Linked DNA regions of Mus musculus: regions 1, 3 and 4 are each linked to region 2. Evidence: chromatin contacts called from public HiCAR-type, Micro-C and promoter capture Hi-C data. All regions are on one chromosome and are shown on one strand. The core of a region is the stretch at or near the end of the contact, and the rest is flanking DNA. Distances in the headings are between cores, read along the strand shown. Region 1 overlaps Pitpnb (phosphatidylinositol transfer protein, beta). Region 2 holds the start of Ulk1 (unc-51 like kinase 1). Region 3 holds the start of Pitpnb (phosphatidylinositol transfer protein, beta). Region 4 holds the start of Plcxd1 (phosphatidylinositol-specific phospholipase C, X domain containing 1).

Region 1 (2,862 bases), core at 290-2,789, 570 kb before region 2:
ACCTTCTGGATAAAGTTCTCTACTTTGCTCTGCAGCCCCCACCACTTGAACTTGATGGTCACCAGCTTATAGGCACACATCCTAGGACAGTCAGGGGTGTTTGCCAGCTCCTTCTAGATGAGAAAATTGAAACATTGTGACGTCAGTGTTTAGGTTTTGACTGAAACAGACTGTTATGGAACACCACCATGGACTGAGAGCATTGCTTCTCTCTGCCATCCAACTGTGAGGTCAGCTGCTGTCACTATACAGGAAGCTCTTAACACAGTGAGCCTAAACAGGGAGGCTGTGTTCCCTAACTCCCCTTGGGGATCTGCTCATGACCTTCCACCATTTCTGTGTTTCCAAATATCTCCAATGCAGCAGCAGTTCATAACAGCAGAAGGCCACAGGCGGGGATGCAAATGCACACTGCTCACAGCATGGCCTGTACATGCAGCTTCAGTTCCCAGAGTGCCTGCCACACACTGGCATTCACTCAGATGATGTGGATGGAAAGTCAAGCCTTGTTTGGATAAATGAGGATGTTGTGAGCAACGGTCCTCACTCAGGCTGTGTAGTGGGGCGGGGTGGTGGGGCGGGGTTTCAGCTGTACCCTTGAACAAGAGCACCCCAGAGCGGGGCTTCCTGACCAGTAACACGCACTCATGGAAAGGTGGAGAGGGTGATGAGACCAGCACCTGAGTATCCAGCTGCTCTACCACCCACATAAGCAACTGTGACTTACGTGTGTGCACATACACACGTGTATTTGCAACAACAGAATAACATTGCTGCCTTTGGTGGAGCCATTCATCTGTCATGCAGCAGAACACACTGCTGCTATCAGACATGGAGGGTCACAAAGCTAAGTCAGGTCAGGTCTGGCCACCTGAGTTCAATCACCCAATAACAGGAGCCAGTTTAATAGTGAGAAGAGAAAAAGGAGGTTTACTCAACGTAGTCACACTTCGAGAGGGACAAAAATATGTGGAAAGCCCCTCAAATTCACCTTTGGGGCCCTAAAGTGAGACTGAAGTTTAAACAGAGGGCCAAGGTTATGTACGTAAGCCCTGGCAGGATGGGTACCGCCCCCAACTGACCCACCGTTGTCAGGGCTCAGTTTTATCCTATGAAACATTCATTGTTATTGTGGAGTCTCTTTCTGGAAGACAACACAGCTTCCCCTCTGACAAGCACATTCTCCTTCTCCCAGCACTAAGAGTCCTGGGGAAATCTACGCTGCTTTGAGTCCAATGTTTAAACAATCTCAAGTCAGAACGAGATAGACCCAAGTGTCTCTCGGGAGTATCTTCATTTCTAGCAGACCAGCTAAACTGGCACAAGCCTCCTTCTCCTTGACTGCAGGCCTGGCTCTAAGCTGGGATGAGGTCAGTCAGCTTGCCTCAGAAAACCCAGTTCTGCAGAAAGGATGGTAAGGTGAGCCTCCCACAGAACAGTTCTTCAATATGCAAGGAACCCACGCTGGGACCTTTAGCCCAGTGAGTGCTGCTGAGAATGAGAACATGGCTCCAGGGTCAGTCAGGTCGAGCTGGCACTAGGTCAGGCACATGGCATCCAGCTGTGGCTCCTACTGTACAGAACCCTTCTTCTGCTGGCTTCACTCCTCTGTGTGAACAGGAAGAGCTAAACTATTAGAGTCCACCGAGGTGAACCAGGACTGAGCAAGCTTAGCTCCAAAGCTACAGATGGTAAAGCAAACATGCCCTTCCCATTCAATGCCTGTGAAACCCCTGTCCACACCCTCAGGCTACAGTTTCTACAGCTCAGCCACCACCCCCAGTAACACTGATAGCCCTAAGCAACTTCCAGCTGGGACAAGTCCTGGGTACTACAAGCCACAAACAACTTCATTTCGAACCCTAAGAGTTGCACACAGCATTCCCTACAAAAGTTTACCTGTGTGCCCGTCAGCCTTCTCCCCAAATTGAGAGGAGACTCAGTTCTAATTAAAGGAGTGAGCCAAATGTAACATAAGCGCCCTCCACAGGCTGGACTCTAGCACACAGGGACTCCACAGTGAGCCAGGCTTCCCAGTGATGCTGGCAAGCTACTAAAGCCAATTAACACAGCAATTTATAGAGTTTGCACTTGGCTATAAGAATTATTTTAAAAATTAAATGGGCCAAAAAAAAAATCCTAGTTCTAGAATCAATCACCTCATGTTTATTTATTTTCGATCTTCTTCGTTTTCCATCCAACTTACAAGCAGTTATTAAAAAAAAAAAAAAAAACAACCAACCCTTTGAGGGAAGAATATGCAACCCAACTAAACTCTGCTCAAGTAGACACCGGCCTGCTGCCTTGACTTCCCAGTTGTCTTCTGGAGGTGTCAGCGTGTCACTGGAGTCACACACAAGCTACGTGTCTTCCTGCAGTAGCTAACGTGTGCATGGCACTTTAGGTGTCGTTTCTACGTGTCTTTCTGCGGTAGCTAACGTGTGCATGGCATTTCACAAGTCATTCCTGTTTAAAGGTGACTGATAAAGAATCATCCTGTAATCCAAGCTATAGACTTTGGGTTGGTGGGATGGCCAGTAAGTAAAGTGCCTGCTGCCAGGCCTCACTGCCTCAGTTCAACCTCTTGGTACCACATGAAAGGAGAGAACCAACTCCTGCAAGCTGTCCTCTGACCCTGATGCATGCTCTGGCGTGCATACACATGTGCATTCAAGTGCCTGCATGTATGCATGAATGTTGTGCCTACATGTATACATGTGCACCACATGTATGCCTGGTGCTTGCAGAGGTCAGAAGAGGGCATCAGATCCCCTGGAACTGGTCATGAGACAACATGTAGATGCCGGGAACCAAACCCAGGTCCTCTGAAAAAAACAGTGAATTTACCTGCTAAGCTGTCTC
Region 2 (2,700 bases), core at 86-2,585:
CAGAGCCTTTGATTTGGCATTGGGTCAACATGGCAATATACCCCTCCCCAAATGACAATGTTTGTATACATCAAGTGCTCCAACATGCCCATGCAGTTCCCATGTGACCAGACAGGCAAGAAAAACACCTGAGGCAAACCAAATGCCCATGCTATAAATAATCCCAGCATTTGCAGGAGAATCAGCAGCTCACGGCTATTCTATGTGATGAGCTCTGGGATAGCCTGGACTACAGGAAACCCTGCCTCAAACTTCCCCTCTAACAACAAAAGTTAAGTAAAATAATAAATGAAGGAAAACTGATGCCTTCGGTGAGATGGCTCCAAGGATAAAAGACCTTGTTGCCAAGTTTGACAACCTGAATTTAATGTTAAGAGTCACAAAGTAGACAGAAACATCTTTTACATTTTCCTCTGACCTTCACATGACCATGTTCTCAAGTCTCCGTCCCCACATACAGAATAAGCAAATGTAATAAAAGAGAGAAAATGGATGTGGTGGCACCTGCCTTTAATTCCAATACTCAGGAGGAAGAGGCTGAGGGATATCTGTGAGTTTGAGGTCAGCACGATCTACAAAGAGACAAAGCAAGTTCGAGACCAGTCGGGCCTACAATGTGAGAAGACTCAGTTAAAAAACTTTCAATCCCCAGTTCTCAGGAGGCAGAGGCAGGCAGATCTCTGAGTCTGAAGCCAGCCAGTTCTACTGAGTGAGTTCCAGGACAGGCAGGGATACACAAAGAAATCCTATCTCGACTTCTCCAAAAGAAAGCACAAACAAAACAAAACAAAACAAAACAAGTGGTAGGAAGTACGTAGGGCAGAGCTGGAGAGATGGCTCAGCTATTAAGAGCATCTACTGCTCTCCTGGTTTGGTTACCAGTTTCCACATGGCAGCTCATTACTGCCTGAAACTCCAATTCCAGGACCCGACACATACATGTTTAATATGAATGTTTCACGTGTTTATATACACATACACGGTGCATATAAACTCCTGTAGGCACACACATATACATATGAATAAAATAAGTAAATAAAAAAATGCCTAGGGCAGAGCGAGGAGCCACAACCAGAGATAGTTCTGACATTGACATGCCCAGTCTGCTCCGGCCCCGCCCATATCCTGCCTCCTCTCTCAAGTCCCGCCCAGTATAGGGCTGGGCCCATCGAGGCACCACCCAAACTAAGCCCCGCCCCGCCTTACCACCCACGAGGTGTCCTTCATTTCGGACCCGCCCATTGCCAGCTCCGCCGCCTAAGAGGTCTTGAGCTCCGCAGGCCCCGCCCATCGTCCCGCCTCCACGCAGTGCGGCTGCGCCGGCACCTCGGGCTCCGAGGCCCGGGTGCCGCGGATCTTTTGTTTCCCTGCGGGGCTCCGAGCCGCATCGTCAGTCAGGCCCGGACTTGGAGCTGGAGTGTGTCAGAGCTGAGTCCCGAGTCGGACCGGGTCCCGACTGTCAGCGCCGGGAGGGTACCGAGGAGGACGCCGAGGGAGCGCGCCCCTCCGTCCGCCGGCCTGTGGGACTGGGACCCGGCTCAGGCCTGCCCGATGGGGCACGGGGCCCTGGCGATGAGCCCGCGCCTCCGTCCCCGCGTACGCGGCCCGCCGGCCTCCGCCTGAGCCCAGCGCACCCCGTAGCGCCGCCCCGGGGCCCGAGCCCGGGCTCGCGCCCCCGGCCCGCGCGCGCTATGGAGCCGGGCCGCGGCGGCGTCGAGACCGTGGGCAAGTTCGAGTTCTCTCGCAAGGACCTGATTGGACACGGCGCCTTCGCGGTGGTCTTCAAGGGTCGACACCGCGAGGTGGGTGAGGCTCCCGCGGAGGCCTCGCAATCCCGGACTCCCAGCCCAAGGGACACCTTACCTCCGGTAATCCGTAGAGGGACCCAATTAAGGACCCCCCAGCCCGGGAAACCCACCTGCTACTCTAGCTCCAGAAAACTGGAGACGCCAGCCAGCACAGGATTCCCTACCTAGCCCCGAAGTCAGACCAGTTCTGAGAACCTAACCTGGGACTCCATCCTGGGACTTAAATTCCAGGCCGGCTGACAGACACTCACTATCTGTCTGCCTCTGGCAGCCTCCCATTCCAAGACCCTTGGGACAGCCACCCTAAGCCATCTCTGTGTTCCCTGCTTGGTGGGGAGCAGGAGGGGGGGTTGTTTTCAACCCTGAAGGTTCACGTTTGGCTTTTCAGAAGCACGACCTGGAGGTGGCCGTCAAATGCATTAACAAGAAGAACCTTGCCAAGTCCCAAACACTGCTGGGAAAGGAAATCAAAATCCTGAAGGTGAGCCAGCGCCTCGGGGGAGGGGGAGAGGGTGGGTCAGCTCTTTTCTTGCTCATGAGAAACTTGGATTTGTGTCCTAGGAACTAAAGCACGAAAACATCGTGGCGCTGTATGACTTCCAGGTAAGGCTCAGCGTTGGGCTTGGGGGAGGGGTAAATCTATTCTTGCCCTTGTCCCATCCACTGTTGCTTCAGGACCTAGGTTGCCTGGGGCTGGAGCCCCCCTGAGGGCAGATGATGGCTTTAGATTAGTATTTGGTTTAGGTGAAAGGAGCTGGGTTCTGAATGCCTTGTCTCACGCTTGTCCTACTGTGAGGCCACTTAGGGCCAGGGAGACCTCATCTCTGGTCCAAGTTTTTCCTGGCTTTTCCTAGGTTCTGGGGACCTCTCTAGCTTATATGTTGCCTGCATG
Region 3 (2,700 bases), core at 129-2,628, 520 kb before region 2:
GAATCGTCACCAATTCATTTAACAAGAGTTTGCTGAAGGGCTGGAGAAATGGCTCTGCGGCTAAGAGGACTTGCTGCTCTGAGTAACTGGGTTCAGTTTCCAGCCCATGGACGGTGGCTCACTTCTTGCTCTAGTTCCAGGGGATCCAATGCCTAATGCCCTCTTACTACTACCTCCAAGAGCACTGTATGAACGCAGCACATATGCACACACGCAGGCAAACACTTAAATACACATATAAACAGGCAAATCTTTAAAAACACCAAATGCTGGCTGAAGATGTGCTATGTACTAAAGACTGATCCAAAAAAAATGGAGGTATCAGAGTGAGTATCCTGCACAATGTAGGGCGAACAGTCAGAAAGACAAACAATACACACTTCCCAAGACCTTTAAGGTGAGCTACTGATTTGAGGAAAAAGCATTCGAGTCAGCAGAAAGAGAAGGAAAGCCAACATACAGAGCGACAGAGGAACAAGGGGTCTTGTAATGCTGGAATGGGCAAGGAAAAAAAATTACATATGAGCAGAAAATAGAATCTGGGCAGTGTTAAGTAGAGAAACCTTGTTAGTGATTTTTACAAGGTTGACGTTAATACAGGCAAGGAATCTAGACAGCTAACTTAACGTCTTTTTTTTTTTTTGCTTCTTTTAAGAATCTGAAATTAAACCAGGGCCGAGGAAGAACAGCAACAACAAAATGGGTCACACTTGAAATTGCACAAGGGACACCGGCTCAGGTATGACAGCTGAACATTCCCCGCCACCACGGTTTCCTGTGATGTCCGTGGCTCTAAGCAGAGGGGGAAGCCACAACTTCCCAACAGAATGACGGGACCAGTCCGACGAACTTGGGAAAAGTCTTTATTTGCCGTGTTAAGCACCATGTGTTTAACCCCGCACCGAACCCAGTGAAGCAGGTGGGGCCGGTGTCTCCCCATCTTAGAGATGAGGGGTCTGAGAGCGACCGCAGGGGCATGATCTAGAGTGGGCTTCACTGAGCCTGAGGTGGGTCGGGCTCGAACTTGCGGGCGACCCTTCGCCCGGCATTCCCGGCTCCCCCGAGAGCCCCGGCCGCACCGCCGACCCTGGCGCTGACTGCGGAGGGCGGCGGCGCCGCACAGGGCCTTGGGGGCTCCAGGAAGGAGCCAACTGCGACCCGGGAGCGCCCTCCTCGCGGAGCCCACCGATCCTCCCCAGCCCGCATTCCGGAACCTCGTTCGAGCCCAACGACCCACTCACAATTCCTTAATCAGCACCATCTTCCGGGAACCCCTCACAGCCGCCGCCGCCAGCCGCCACCGCCGGGCCTCGCAACACGCAAGCGTAGCCCCGCCTCCCAATCGTCCGAGCCCCGGGAGCGCCTGCGCGTCCGCGCCCTTCCGCCGCCGGCCATTGCGTCAGCGCGCCTGGGGGAGCTGACTCCGCCCAGTCCACGCCCCGCTCACGGAGCACGAGGCCTCCACTGCGGCTGCGTGGCCCCTTGGCGCGCTGGTGAGCCTTGGAGCGCGCCTGCGTACTCTCGGCGAGCAGTGGGGCAGCAAGCGCGGCGTCCTCCTGCCAGCGTTAGTCTCTCACGGCGCTGTGCAGCCTATGGTTTCCAGTGAGTTCTCCAGTCGGGACCCTAAACGACGTTGAGTTCGCACAGGTGTGGGAGCCGAGGACGACCTCAGGTTTAGCAGGAGCGTGTTCTAGAAACCCAGACAGACCGGTGTTAAAATCCTGATGTGTTCGCCCCTTGTCCTAACTAACCTTTTTAAGGGTACATCTATCTGGTTTGCCTGTATTGTGTCTGCTCCCTGTGTGTCTCATGCATACTGAGGTTCACGTGTAACTGGAGATGCAGACAGTTGTGAAATGCCATGTGAGTGCTGGGAACCAAACCTGGGTCCTCTGCAAGAACCCCCAGTGTTCTTAACAACTGAGCCCCTGTCCAAACATTGAATCCTCAACAAAAGCAATTTTGCATGAGACAGACCCAGACCCAGTTGGGTAGACTAATTCTAGACGAATTCTACGTGTCTAAGGCATTGGTTTTTCATTATGTGCTTTCGGGGCAAAGAACTCACTACAGGAAGAATGAAAGTTAAATTTTACTAAGACCAATCAGAAGCCCGTCCCAACACGGGCTTTAAGCACTAGTTGACCTAACAACTTTGATAAAACAATTTTGAAACAGTGACTAAGTACTGCTCTTGGACTGCCCTCTGCTTCCTCACTCACTGAACTTAGTAACTTGGGATTCAAGGACCTTTTAGTGGGATTCCTAGGGAGCTGGATAGCTGCAGGAATAATCTTCTTTGTGTCAACGGGCATTTTAGGTAAATTTGATTTCTCTATACTTTGTGTCAAACCATATTTTTTCCCTCATCGAATGATCTTGAAAATATTTTCATAAAAACTAGAAATAGTCTCAAGAATATTCTTCCCCTCTCTAGTGATTGATTTATTTATATTTTATGTACATTGGTGTTTTACCTGCATGTATACCTGGATGAGGTCAGATCCCCTGGAACTGGAGTTTCAAACAGTTGTGAGCTGCCACGTCGTGGGTGCTGGGAATTGAACCCAGATACTCTAGAAGAACCACCAGTGCTCTTAACTGCTGAGCCATCTCTCCAACCCCAGTCCCAAGTGTTCCTTAATTTTGTTAGATATCAGAGCATAGGTCAGTTGTCCCGATTTGGGAAACTGGGTTGGA
Region 4 (2,700 bases), core at 9-2,508, 710 kb after region 2:
CGCATTCCTCCAGTAAGTCAGACAGCCAGAGCCACTGACAATGATTGACAGCTCCCCCACGGAAGCCCCATCTCAGCCTGGCCCCCGCATCCGGAGAACGTGAGGTTGGCCCCGTACTCACCTGGGATGGACAGGTGGTGCAGGGGGACATCCCACAGCTGAGGGCACAGCTGCGACATCCAGTCTGCCTGGTCTCCCATGGGAGCTGCAGCTGCGGCGGGTGGGGAGGGGGAGGAAGAGCACAGGGCGCAATGAGTCGGGGGGGGGGGGCAAGGCTCCGTGAAGGGGCGGGGCAGGGCCATGGGTGGACATGGCAGGACTGAACAAGATGGAGCTAGTGGGGAAACTGAGGCAGGAGGCCTGTGACTATGGGCCTGCTGAGCTGTGCTAGGGACCCGCACTCCCCACCCCTTGTGCCCAGGGAACCCGCATTCCAACCCTGGGTGACCCCTGGACCCATGTTCTACCCCGTGACCCCCACTCTCCCCCGCCGTGTGTCCCCTGGACCCGCATTTCCACCCCCGGGTGACTCCTGGGCCCATGCTCCATCCCCCAACCCGTGTGACCTCAGGACCCTCGCTCCCACCACGTGACCCATACTCTCACCCCCACCTCCGTGACCCTGGGATCAGAACTTCCTTCCCCATCCCAGTGTGGCCCTCAGACCTATATTCTCCACCCCACCCCACCCCCACCTCCCACCTGTGACCCTGTTCAGTCACTGACCTGCGGTCCCGGCACCCCGCGGGTGTTCACGTGAGACGGAGGAGGGGGAGCACCAAAGTCCACGCTGTCCCACTAGCGAGTCTGTGGCCCGAGCTCCCTCCCCCAAAAGACTCTGTCCCCTGCAGGGGCGTGGCCGCTGTGATGTCACGCATAGTCAGGACACATGCATGCATACCTTCGGTGCCTACTGTGTGCTCTGGGACGGTCAACACGTTCTTATGCACTGAGCGGCAGACTTCACCCACTCTTCCTACCCTGCTCGGCTCTAGTCCCTGCATTAGGGGTGGGGTGGGGACCAACTCTGACTGGCTCATTCTTCAGCCATAATCCTGGCAGGCCGGGCAGGCTAGCATCTGAGATACAGAGGGGAAAACTGAGGCAGCTAGAAGGGAGGGGGCCACCGAGGCAGCTGGGGCGAGGGGAAACTGAGGCACCGTGTCCCGAGGACTCCCTCCCTCCCTTGTCCCTTCCCCTCTCTTACCAAGCACCAGATCAGACTCCACTGCCAGCGCAGTTAAGTCATGCGTGTGTAGGCATAACCTTTTTTGAAATCTACTTTTAATAAGGGTTCAACCTCTCTTCTAACCTACCACAAGGAGCTGCTGTTCCCAAAGGCTCTGTGATGGGTCTTCCCTTCCAGGGTCAAGCCCTTACAGGCCCTGCATTCCTCTGCCCTGGCTCCAGAGCCAAACTGCCAGGCATCTACTCTTTTCATCCTAACCAGCTGTGGTTTTAAAGCCACAGGATGGTAAACTTTTGTTTCCCTGGCCCAGCAAGGCTCCTTCTCCTCCTCCTCCTCCCCCTCCTCCTCCTCTTTCAGGAATTCGAGCCTGGGGAGGGACACAGGCTGGAGAAGGATGGGCTCAGAGGCAAGTGTGGACTGGGGCACAGGGGGGACCTGAGCCTGGGGTTCCAGGAATTGCCTAGGAGCTCCCCGCATGCCACAAAGGTTCACAGACTTTTCTGTTTACCCCTCCCCCCCCCCCCCCCCGGGCTCTGCAGGATCCCCCACCAGAGGTCTAGGACTGGGTGGTTGTCACTGCCTCCAGCAACCCTCCCTTCCTCTCTCCCTCCCTCCCTTTTTCAGTCCCTCCCCCCTTCACCTGCCAAGGCCTGTGCAGGACTTAAGAGCTCTGCTGATGGTAAACCAGGGAAGCAGTCCCCTGTATGTTACAAGGGAACCCCTGAGTGCTTCCTGAGTGTAACCTCCCCCAGCCTTGAAGCAGGCTGATTCAGACCTTGCTGCCACTGAGTACGAGACCACCTGGGGTGGAGCCTTCTGACTTAGAGGGCTGTATTGTTCTGCCACCTGCCTCTGCTCTACTCCAAGACACTGCTACCTGCTGAGAGGCCCTTGAGATGGAGACTTCAAGCAATCCAGTAATTTACACCTACTTGCCAAACCAGTTCTGTGCAGCAGATGGCACAGGCTGGCAATGGGCATCAAGAATAGATCTGCAGTGGGTGGGCCTCCCCACTTTATAAGCACAGACTCTTAGTAAACTTGGGGGCCTTGAACAGAAACATGTCTTGGCCTCCATTATTTCTCTCCGTACAGCTCGGACCTCCCACTCAGGAACCCAGTTAGTGTGGCCGCAGGCGGTTACACCTGAGACCCACTTGTCCTGTGCCCTCAGCAGGTATCCCCGAGCCCAGTGCAGGTCCCCTGGGCCTTAGTAGGTGTCTAGTCCCCTCATAGGTATTCTCTGACCCGGCAGGTCCAGTGCAGGACTCCTGTGAAATCTGTAGGTGTTCTGTGCCCTCTACAGGTCTCCTGTGCCCCAGAAGGTGTCCTGTACCCTCAGCAGGTGTCCTGTGTACCCAGCAGATGTCCTGTACTCTCAGCTGACCTCCTGTGCTTTCAGGAAGGTTAGGGTTTGGGTTAGTCAGTTGTTCCATGTCCAGCCTAGGAAGGGTCCTTTGAAGCCAGATACCAGCAGCCATTTGAAGACTTCCACCTTTCCCAGGAGCATC

The links. Promoter capture Hi-C pulls out the DNA fragments that hold promoters and counts their contacts. Hi-C and Micro-C count contacts between places; a contact is called where the count stands out from the background. HiCAR-type assays count read pairs that join an accessible place to other places.
Region 1: a contact with region 2 is called in a promoter capture Hi-C map of liver, with 2.0 times the contacts expected there. The contact joins the enhancer-like site here to the promoter of Ulk1 in region 2. A contact is called at or near these places in 3 of 39 promoter capture datasets (hippocampal neurons, liver and second pharyngeal arch cranial neural crest), 4 of 115 datasets of contacts at active chromatin or transcription factors (cardiomyocytes, embryonic basal ganglia, embryonic stem cells and 1 more) and 1 of 9 other capture datasets (embryonic stem cells).
Region 3: a HiCAR-type map of astrocytes shows a contact between it and region 2, with 5 times the contacts expected there. The contact joins the promoter of Pitpnb here to the promoter of Ulk1 in region 2. A contact is called at or near these places in 10 of 39 promoter capture datasets (the C10 cell line, the HPC-7 cell line, HPC-7-derived erythroid cells and 6 more), 9 of 484 Hi-C or Micro-C datasets (CD4 T cells, CD8 T cells, embryonic stem cells and 4 more), 25 of 115 datasets of contacts at active chromatin or transcription factors (the 230-238 cell line, the SCID.adh cell line, Th17 cells and 20 more) and 2 of 9 other capture datasets (adipose tissue and liver).
Region 4: a Micro-C map of embryonic stem cells shows a contact between it and region 2, with 3 times the contacts expected there. The contact joins the promoter of Plcxd1 here to the promoter of Ulk1 in region 2. A contact is called at or near these places in 1 of 39 promoter capture datasets (pre-B cells), 1 of 484 Hi-C or Micro-C datasets (embryonic stem cells) and 1 of 115 datasets of contacts at active chromatin or transcription factors (pancreatic cancer cells).

Annotation. Positions count from the first base shown.
Region 1 is chr5:111,377,443-111,380,304 of GRCm38.p6, reverse strand. Pitpnb (phosphatidylinositol transfer protein, beta) reads right to left here. Exons shown (of 12, transcript NM_019640.5): 9 at 3-113. Among named protein-coding and RNA genes, the nearest start is that of Gm36027, 23 kb to the right of the region's middle. Within about 2 kb of position 1,539, at least 29 of the 459 cell types and tissues checked have an H3K27ac peak or open chromatin away from gene starts, as enhancers often do. A contact at or near this core is called in liver, where this site is marked.
Region 2 is chr5:110,808,716-110,811,415 of GRCm38.p6, reverse strand. Ulk1 (unc-51 like kinase 1) reads left to right here and starts at 1,335. Exons shown (of 28, transcript NM_009469.3): 1 at 1,335-1,802; 2 at 2,197-2,289; 3 at 2,370-2,411. The coding sequence starts at 1,692.
Region 3 is chr5:111,329,375-111,332,074 of GRCm38.p6, reverse strand. Pitpnb (phosphatidylinositol transfer protein, beta) reads right to left here and starts at 1,378. Exons shown (of 12, transcript NM_019640.5): 1 at 1,242-1,378. The coding sequence starts at 1,261.
Region 4 is chr5:110,098,527-110,101,226 of GRCm38.p6, reverse strand. Plcxd1 (phosphatidylinositol-specific phospholipase C, X domain containing 1) reads right to left here and starts at 1,258. Exons shown (of 8, transcript NM_207279.2): 1 at 1,208-1,258; 2 at 902-1,079; 3 at 122-211. The coding sequence starts at 1,040.